2 separate regions of the Ovis aries genome follow, and region 1 is linked to region 2. The links are chromatin contacts, called in public Hi-C maps. All regions are on one chromosome and are shown on one strand. The core of a region is the stretch at or near the end of the contact, and the rest is flanking DNA. Distances in the headings are between cores, read along the strand shown.

Region 1 (5,106 bases), core at 1,856-4,355, 190 kb before region 2:
GAATCCCAGGGACGGGGGAGCCTAGTGGGCTGCCGTCTATGGGGTCGCACAGAGTTGGAAACGACTGAAGCAACTTAGCAGCAGCAGCAGTCTATTATATATAGTCTACAGTCCATATATAATACTATATTAAGTCAGTTTTAATGGGTTCTGATGACTGACAACTAAGAATTCTGATTGTGTGTGTGCTGTGTGCTTAGTCAGTCAAGTCCGACTCTTGAGACCCCATAGACTGTAGCCTGCCAGGCTCCTCTGTCCATGGGATTCTCCAGGCAAGAATACTGGAGTGGGTTGCCATGTCCTTCTCCAGGGTATCATCCTGACCCAGGAATCGAACTCAGGTCTCCTGCACTGCAGGCGGATTCTTTAATGACTTGAGCTAGTTAAGGTAAATATAAACTATATTTTACAGGTGAGAAAAGTAAAGCAGAAAGGTGGTCAAGGTTTCACAGCAATCAGGGCCAGAAAGACACCACAGGTTTGTCTGACATTAAGATCTACCCATTTTCTAAATACCAAAATAATGGATCCAAACAAAATGACTAATTAATAATAAATTTCACTTAAAAACCATTTCCATCATTTTCGACTTTTTACTTTGAGAATGTGAAAGGACATTTCCAAGTATTTTGTTATCATGGAATACTGTGCAATGAATATTTTCTATTAAGATTTGACCAATGGAACCTATTAGATACAACTGTAATCCCATGTTTTAAATGAGAGAAAGAAATAGTAGTTTTAATCTTTGAGCTAAAACTGCTTCAAAAAAAAGTAATAACATAATTGATAATCAAGTCCTACCAAGAAAAAAACAGATGTTGCTTGCCTTATAGCCCCATTTTTCACTGATTAAACACTATCTAGACTAGAGTCTTATCACAGCAGCTTTATAGAAAGAGTACTGGCAGAGCAAGCAAAAGATACATAGTTTCTAATCCTGGTCCAGTATTGATGCTCTCTGCATCCTGGCTAAACAATTTATACACTGGAAGCAGGTTAATACCTACTCCATATCCCATGATAGCCAAAAAAAATTGACTGAACTCTGTGAGAAGTCTAAAAAGATGTTATAAATGATAATATCAAAAATGAAAAGAGCCTGGTATCTTTTAGGAATTTTGCTGACCGTAATCAACTCATGCGATCCAAGCAATCCAGCTTTTCCATGTGGTTCCTCTTCTCACCCTTCTTATGTGTGCACACATGGTGAAATGTACTTCACAACATTTTAACAAAGAATGATACACCTTCAGTTTTAACTCAAATATATGCCTCATTTAAATTGAGGAGTTATGCTGCTCAGAGGACTTATAATACAAAGCTTTTAGTTGGTTCTGACACATCAAACTTCAGATGTCAGTAATGGGTCTATAAAATATCTTTTAAAACCGAAGCGCTTATTTTCTGAATTTCAAATAACACAATTCTGTTAAAATTAGCTAGCCAAGCAAATACAGTTTATAAAAATTCGTCACAGAATATTTAAGTATCTCAGACAAGGCACTAAAAATGCATGTTATTCTATCAAATTGAAATGCTAATATCATAGTTCAATTTCATTCAATGTTTTGACAAAAATGTTTCTTCTTTTCAATTCTCCCCAATACAAAAACAGTTTCCTTCCCTTAACTTTAAATGCTTCACAGGAACAAAACAGACTTCGACCAGCTTTTCATGAGTCGTCCGGATCTTCGGTCACTGCCTCTCCCAGGACAGATAATGGCAGTGACAAACCTGGCTCTGGAAAGTAGTTCTGCTTTTATGAACAGAGCCCTTGTAATCAAGTCACAGGGTGAAAACACGACAGTCCGGCTTTTCCGTGCTGCTCCTCTGCCTAAACGTTCCTTTTCATTTTAGGAATGGCCATCAACTTTTGAGAAGAACCTTCAACAGTCTATAGCTGGCCTGCGCTCCCTCCCCCTACCAATCCGATATTTTATCCGATCAAAGCAGCCTTTGCCTCTTACTAAAAGAGTACTCGGAGTAAGAGTTGCCCACAAATGGAGGAGCCTCTTTTTCAAGGAAGTGGGAACGCTCAGATTTTGTTAAGCATTCGTAATGCGTTGCATTCTTTTTTCCATTTAAACCTCGTACTGATTCCAACTCTGACAGTGATTTGCGTAAATCCACTTAAGTCACTGTGCTTTTTAAATTCCTTTTTTTAAAGAAAGACACCTCTATCCCAACTCACAAAAGACGTATGTTAAGTATCGCTTATTTTTCTTAACTTGCTCTAAGTTTCACAATAGATCGATTGTTTCCTAAAGAAAAACTCACAATCAGCAGAAAATGCTCTCTCCAGATTTAGCTGATCGGCTAATGATGAAAAATTTAAGCGTTAACAGGAAATTTAGACGCCTCATTTAGGAGGGAGGCGGAAAGCTGAACCAGGGCGCCAGGCGGCTGTTTAAATATCTCAACTGGAACGCCATGGAAACGAGGGAATTCCCACTAGTCAGCAAGCAAGAAGGTTTTTGTAGGACCCCCCTTATTTTCGACAAATCCTAAGAAAGAAAGAAAAGGAAGACACAACTGTCAAGAGTTGAAAATTAATTTCTAACTGCTCTGAATTTGTGCCTAAGGAACAGGTTAGAAGACAAACGCAAAACGCGTGGTGTGCTCTCGGGCTAGAGCAGCACGGAGCTCACCCCTGGGGTGAAGAGGAGGGAAACGAGCAAGAGGGTCAGAGTCGGCTGCAAAGGAGCGGGAGATGCGGGCCCGGCGGCGAGAGGCGCTAGGCGGACTCGCTGGCAGCCCGGGCCAGGCCGAGTCCCCAGCCCCGTGCCGCCGTACCCCCGGCCCCCCAAGACAGAACGGCCCGTACCTGTCTGACCGGCCGTGATGCGCCGCAGAGCCCGAGCTGCCCACCCCTCTCCCGGCTCCGCGTCCATCGCCCCCAAGCCAGGAAGCCGCTGCGGCCTGCGGCTTCCCGCCAACGCCGCCCGCTCCTTCCTCCAGGGACACGGCGAGCTGGCTGAAGGCGTAGAGAAGCGAGCAGAAGCCGCAGGCCAGGCACAGCACCACGACGCGCAGGTAGCGCCGCATCGCGCTGGCCCAGCGCTGCTGCCGCCGCCGCCGTCACCGCGCCCGCCCGGGCGAACTGGAACCGAGGGAGCGGCACCGCGCAGCCGCGAGCGCAACAAGTTCCTCCTCCGCCACGGCCTCGCACCCGCCCCACTCCGCTCCCTTCCCACCACCTTCACCAGCGCGCCGACACCCCGCCCCGGCGTCCTGACCCCGCCTCCGCCGCGGGCCCCTCCCTGAGGGCTGGCGGCCCGACGCGCCGGCGCACTGAGCGCGAGGGCGGGGCGCGCCTGGTGGGCCGGGGTGTCCGGAGCTCTGGGAGCTGGGGACTGCCGGGCGAGCGACTCCCAAGCCCTGCAACTCCCAACTGCGCTGCAGAAGTGTGGCGAAAGGAGCGGGGCGTTGGAGGCAACTGACCCAATTTCAAATTATGGTTCTGCCACACGGTAGTTTGGGACGCTGAGCGACCTAAATTCTCTGAGCGGGTGTCTTTGTCTCTGAAATGGAGATGATATCCTCATCATAGAATGGTGATAAAGATTAAATTGCTTAACGCACGAAAAACGCCTTGTATTTAGAAGGCACTTGATTAAGCCGCTTTTCCGCTCCAACCTCATCCAGCAGTGACTTCCCTAGCCTCTCGTATTCTGTAATAGAGTTGGTTCGAGCCGTTCTCACGCAGATATCAAATGCAGATGCCTGATGCTGTTGAGGATGCATATTCCGCCTCCCATCGAGGTTGTAAGTTCCTGTAACTCTAAGCTCCAAGCTTTTACTCCTTTATGAACCAGCTCACAACTCACCATTTGCAATAATATCTCCCTAAAGAGAGCTTTCCAGTTCTTCTCCCTCTTCTTCAGCCCTATTTTCACGCCATTCATTTACTGAACATTTATAGATCATCACTTTGTGCCAAGCACTGTGAGTATCTTGGGGCACAAAAACCCCTAGTTGGGGCATGGGGGTGGGACAGTGAATATTTGTAAGTGCAATACAACCATACAGACGTTAGAATAGGTGAAGGTGAAGTCGCTCAGTCGTATCCGACTCTTTGCGACCCCGTGGACTGTAGCCTACCAGGCTTCTCCGTACATGGAATTCTCCAGGCAAGAATACTGGAGTGGGTTACCATTTCCTTCTCCAACCTACGGGCAGGGTCAGGAGATACTTCATAATGTCAAAATGAAACAGAGACCAGACTTGAAAATTCCTTGACCAGACAAAACCGGTCATACAAGCAAAGCTTAATTTAGCATATTTTGCAGGATAAGAGTTTAACTTGATCTGGGTCACTTCTTGCCTATACATCTGAAAATAATAAGCATAACTTAAATATTTAAGTCCCCAAAATCGGTATGAGGTAACCACTAACCAATTCCCTTTTAAGTAAATTCTCGCAGGGGATAGGCAAATAGATGAAGGGAGTCAATTGTATGGTGATGGTTGATAACTAGACTTATGGTAGTGATGACTTTGCAGAATATGTGGATTAAATTGCTTCAGTCCTGAGGGACTCTACGACCCCATGAATTATAGCCCACCTGGCTCCTCTGTTCATGGGATTCTCCAGGCAATATTGGAGTGGATTGCCAAGTCCTCCTCCAGGGGATCTTCCCAACCCAGGGATTGAACCTAGGTCTCTTAGGTCTCCTGCATTGGCAGGCAGGTTCTTTACTACTAGTGCAACCTATAATGCTATACACCTGTAACTTGTATAATAAAAAGAATTTAGAAATAAGAAAAAATAGCAGTTGAATAAAATATTCAATGTTTGAAGTTTAAACTGCAAAAAAAAAAAAAATGTAATGCTTTAACCAATCACTGAAGACAACACACTCACTGCCTTCACACCATATATACTGCTTGATAACAATCTACCCGTAAGCCTCATCGCATATTTTGGTTTGAGTGTTACCAGTTTGCTGTCTTTCGTTTGTGTGCACCATACACTTTTACTGGTAACTACTTCAGTGATTCATAGTTTTCACTTCAGTTTTTTGTGAACCTTTGAGTATAGCAAAACTGGCCCCAGAGTCTTGAATGGGGTAATGGAAGTGATTCCAGGCTGAGGAATCAGTG
Region 2 (5,123 bases), core at 1,379-3,878:
ACGGACAGGGAGGCCTGGTGTGCTGCAGTCCATGGGGTCGCAAAGAATTGGACACGACTGAGCAACTGAACTGATGTAGCATCTCTCTAGTGTACTTAACATCTACCCAAAGTAGCAGAGAAACGAGGGCACACTTGGAAGATAGGATTCATGTCATCCCTGGAAGTCCCTCTCAACCACCAGTGTGCACCCACTAATCAACTGGCAGTCCCTCTCAACCATCAATCTGCAGAATAGACAAAGCAGGAAATTTTGTTCTCTGTAAGGAAAGGAGGGTAAAGAATATGTTGGAAAGGATTTCTTTTTGTCTTTTAATCACCCCATTCTGAATTGAAAACAAATATTAAACTTAAACTGTTAAGTTTTTGCCACATATTAAATTAAGATATACTTTCAGAATTGGAGGGTTAGGAAAGGGATCTGTTTTGCTTCCATTAGCTCTTTCCTCCAAAACCTCCACCCCACTACCAGTTTCAAAAGCCAAGTAAGCAAGCAGGAAAAATCAGCTTCATTATGCTAGTAGTGTCTTCTGTGTTTTTTGTTTTAAAAAACACAAAAATAACATATTCTCTATTCTCTATAAAGCACTGGAAATTTTCTTTGGATATGACAAGTGTCTAATTTTTTTCACTTATGTTTGCAATAGAGGTTTTTGGTATTAATGATTTAAGTGCATTTTAATGTATTTATTAAGAATATTGTCTAAGAGAACTGCTTGCTTAAGCGATATTTGTATCTCAAATACAGAATTCAGTAGATAATAGTACTAATATAGCAACTTACCCGATATAAGTCATTGTTGGTCAGGGAAAAGGGCAGATTGGATACATACACTGTGCTTTTACTTGGGGCCAATCCACCACTCATTTCTAAAAAACAAACAAACAAACAAACCCAGAAGCAGTCTAAAACAGGTATTCTTCCTTCCAAGTAAAACCAATACTATAGGCAAATGACAAATTTATACAATTTTTCTTACTTCTTAGTACTAATGAGTGATAGCTTATGGTGAACCATGTCGGATTCTCCATGATCTCCAAAGAAGATTTAGCGTTGGGATCAGAGACAAGGGTTGATCACTTAGAGCTTTTGTGTCACAGAAGTTTTATTACAGTGAAAAAGTGCAGAGAAAGCTTCTGACATAGACATTAACTGAGGGAGGAAGAATGCCCCCCCTTGTTAGTTTTATCAAAGCCTCATATACTTTTACCAGATCCACTTCCACAACCTCTGTCTTAAGTTGACAAGATTAGTCAGAAGGTTCTTGTTAAGAAGGAGAAACATGTCCTTGAGCAAGATACACTGTTGTTACATGTAACCTTACATCATTAGTACAGAGCTTAAGGAAAAGCTTCGGAATGAATTGTTTTGTTGTGTAAGCATTAACTCTGGGCTTAAAAAAGTTAAAGACTGTTGTCATAAAAACTCAAGAATTTAAGGAAAAAAGTTTTATATGACTAAGACGAAGCAATGTAGAAAAAAGTTTGTCCTTTTCTCCTCTTCAAGAGCCCTGAGACTCCTTAACCTACCTAAGAATCGGCTCTCACTCAGAAACAATGACTCTGGCTGGGTGAATTAAGGAATTGCTTTGCTCCAGACACCACTTAAAAGATTGTTTACACGAAACCTTTCAGTGATGGCATATGGTGTGAATGAAGAGGCGAGTTTCAAACAAATGAGGGAAAAACTCTGAGGCTACTCTTAACCTCTCATCAGGCTAAGAGCAATAAAGTGCTTTCAGATATGCCTAATACCTTACCTACCCACGTAAGAAAGAGCCTGGGAGGGCAGGAAGGACCTTAGCCACTGATTTTCACTAATCTGGCTGGGTGCCTTTTTGATTGTCTTAATACTTTTCTTTTGAGCAGTGCTAAGAAGAAATTTTAGCTTCACATTATGATGTAATTAAAGTTTTCTCAAATCACTAATTTTGCATATTATCGCCAACTTATGAAATGATACATTTTATCATTTGAATAATTTTCAGTGCCCTGAAGGGTACTGGCCTGTATATGTATTTTTAAGTTTACAAGTACAATCTGTAATTCATTTTCATATCATATATTGCAAAGTCAGCAAGTCACCTGTGAAAATTATATCAGATTCAACCAAGTTCAAATTTTCGATTTAAAAAGCGTGTGTGGTGTGTACTTAAGATCACAAATTGCAAAATAATGATTCTAAGGCATCCTTATTCGCGATGTGATAGGAAAATCGCTTGATGATTTGGAACGTTCTGGGGGACAACTTCAGGAACCTAGCACGATAGGTCGCTATTTAAAAGCTTCCAACTGAAGCTTTTCATACGTTAGCCGTTCCGGTGAGAACGGTGAGGGCAGGTAAAGGTCCTGAGATAAAAAAGGTGGCAGGAAGAGAGGGGAAAATGGTTCCGGAAGCTTGTTCTGGAAAGGAGCCCGCAGGGAGCAAGGCCGCAACGCGGGAGGCGTTTACCTTCAAGTGGGGCGGGCCCGGGGGGGAGGGCCAGAAGAGCGCGAGCCCTCAGCTCACTTGGGGCTCAACCCCGACCGTACGTCGCTCCTTGCAGCTGCTTCTGCATCACGGGTCCCGGGAGGGGTCGGGCACAGGAGACGAGAAGGGAGCTACCGCGCCTCTTCCCGGCTTTCCTTTGTCCCAAACCCCGGAGGTGGGCTTAGGGGCGGGCGCTCTTGCTGACGTCTTGAGTGTGCGCCGGAAGTGCTTCCCCGGGAGCGCGGCGACGAGCGGGCGACTACATTTACGGGATCTCCAGGCGGCCCAGAGTTGGTGAGCGCTTTTTACCTTTACGAGAGGTGGGTGGGGGAGGGCACGCGGCCTCCTGCACCCGGGAGGGGGCAGCGAGCGGGCGGGCGGGCGTTTCCGCGGTGGGACGTGGAGTTTCCCGCTGAATTTGAACTGTGCAGGGATTCTGCTCCTGCTGTTGAGGGGGAGAGACGCAGCAAGTTTGGCATAAAGGAAATTGTTGAGTCTGTGGTATAGGTTCACTTCTCTTTAGCACCATAATAGGCAAAAAGAGGGCTGAGCTAGGTGGCATCGGTGACCCCAGGTCAGTTAGTAAGTCGATAAATTTACTGAATGTGTTCGACGTGCCCAGTTTGGTTATAGGCACTTCAGGAGTTACAAAAAAGTGTAAAGCGGCCTTTTTCTGGAGGATCCCTCAGTCTTGTTGGCGAGACAAGGTCAATTTGGGGACACTCGAATTCACACGAAGACTCATCCTGAGTATTGGTATGGACAACTGTAAAACTTCCTGGCACCTTTTTTCTCCCTATAAATCTGTAATGGGCAAACACTGCTTTTTCTCTAAGTGGCTGTAAACAGGCCCATCATTCCTACAGAAACATCAGAAAATAATGCAGGGTAGTTTATACTTCTACCCACCGGCACACGCAGACCAGCCCTCTAGCCATTCCTGGGAGCCTGCGTGCCAGCAGCCCGGAACTCAGAGCCTCTCGTGGAGCCTGCACGATCAATCCAGGTCGAAGCTGATGTCTTCTAGAGAGACGGAAGTGCAATCCAGCCAGGGCGCAGCAGAATTTTGAGACGCCTGAAGGCCTCTGTGTCCGCCAGGGGACCGCTGGGACTAATTCTTTTGGCAAACTTGTGGCCAGCCAAAACTGCCATGCTTCACATCCCTGTTAATCCTTGGTTACCGCCTGAGATGTAAGCCCTTTTGTTCTTCTATGCTACACCCTCATCCCCGTGCTGCTTTGTGCTGGCTCCCTCTCCCTTTAGGCTATCACTGCTTCTCCCTCCTTTCTTCCCACATTTCACCCCTCAAGACAGGAGCTGTGTTCTCTGAAACCTGCTCTGCTTAACAAACTCTTTTACAGATTCAACCTCTTTATGGAAATTATCTTAAATCTCTTGACTCTAATACTTGTTTTTTCTCTCCAGTCATGTCAGTTGAGCCCTTTCTCCGACCCCTGCATTTATGGGTGGATCATGGCTCTTGCTTCCCTGGCTTAGGCAGTAAAAAATCTGCCTGCAATGTGGGAGAACTGGGTTCGATCCCTGGGTCGGGAATATACACTGGAGAAGGAAATGGCAACTCACTCCAGTATTCTTGCCTGGAAAATCCCATGGACAGAGGGACCTGGAGGGCTACAGTCCATGGGGTCACAAAAAGTCGACTGAGCAACTAACACTTTCTTTCATGGCTCTAGACATATTCAACTTATTTCCATTTCTAATGCTTTTATCTTCTGTCAGTGTCTTTGCAAAGTTCTTTTTTTCTCTGAGACATTTGATTTTCCTTATCCCAAGCCTACCCCTTTCTGGTTTATTCCTACAGCTGCTAAAAAATCTCAGTTTTAGTCACTTTCTCTGCATGGTATTCCTAACCTCCCACAGACAGAGTTAAGTACTCTTGCCATGTGCTAAGTGCTCTCTACTTGCCTTTTAGTAGCATTTATCAGATGCATCCTGATTGCTTACCTCTTTGTCGTTGCTACTATGCTAGGCTTTAGCTCCTAGGAGGAACTGTCTTGTTTACATTTATAACTCTAGTGCCTAATAGGCAGTCAAGAATTTCTTGAATCATTGCAGTTGCTGCAGATAGAGTCTCAGAATTCAGGTGGTTGATGTCATCTTCTGATTTTAAAATGTAAAAATCTTTCAAAAGGCATCAGCTGCTTCTCAGCTACAGCTGCTTTGGCTATGTGACTGTGTGCTCCCAGTGTTGCCAGAGCGCCCAGTTCTTTTCAAGGAAAGTTGGAAATACAGTTTCTTAAAGAGGCTATCTCCTAGTTTGTAGATGTGGTCAATGGAATAATGTTTTATTAAGAAAAAAGAAACCTGGGCCAAACAGGTCACATGTGGCTTCTTAGTCATTGGTTTGGAATCTGTTTTAAGTGTTGTAGGGTTCAGGAATGGGCTTTCTGGAGAATAACAGATCTTGAACTGGGCCTTGATGGATGTTTGGAAATTGAGTGAGAGAATGAAAAGAAGTATTCCAGTTGGAGAAGTAAGTGTTCTTACTCTAGGGTAGTGTTCTAACTCTAGGGCAGTGTTCATTACTTTGTGACGCGGTGAGGAGGAAGGCATGGAGAGAACAGGAGGTTAGGTGAAATAACAGAAAGGGGGCATATGAAGGGCAGAGACGTTTGGATTTGTTACAGTTAACT

The links. A called contact is a pair of places that touch in the nucleus more often than the background predicts.
Region 1: a Hi-C map of liver shows a contact between it and region 2, with 5 times the contacts expected there. The contact joins the promoter of GXYLT1 here to the promoter of ZCRB1 in region 2. A contact is called at or near these places in 8 of 16 Hi-C or Micro-C datasets (blood, hypothalamus, liver and 5 more).

What each region holds. Positions count from the first base shown.
Region 1 is chr3:144,829,826-144,834,931 of ARS-UI_Ramb_v3.0, reverse strand. GXYLT1 (glucoside xylosyltransferase 1) reads right to left here and starts at 3,105. Exons shown (of 7, transcript XM_027967443.2): 1 at 2,828-3,105. The coding sequence starts at 3,048.
Region 2 is chr3:144,640,265-144,645,387 of ARS-UI_Ramb_v3.0, reverse strand. ZCRB1 (zinc finger CCHC-type and RNA binding motif containing 1) reads right to left here and starts at 2,628. Exons shown (of 7, transcript XM_012174469.3): 1 at 2,452-2,628; 2 at 784-869. The coding sequence starts at 797. It overlaps PPHLN1 (periphilin 1), which reads left to right and starts at 2,694. Exons shown (of 9, transcript XM_060412750.1): 1 at 2,694-2,763; 2 at 3,092-3,225.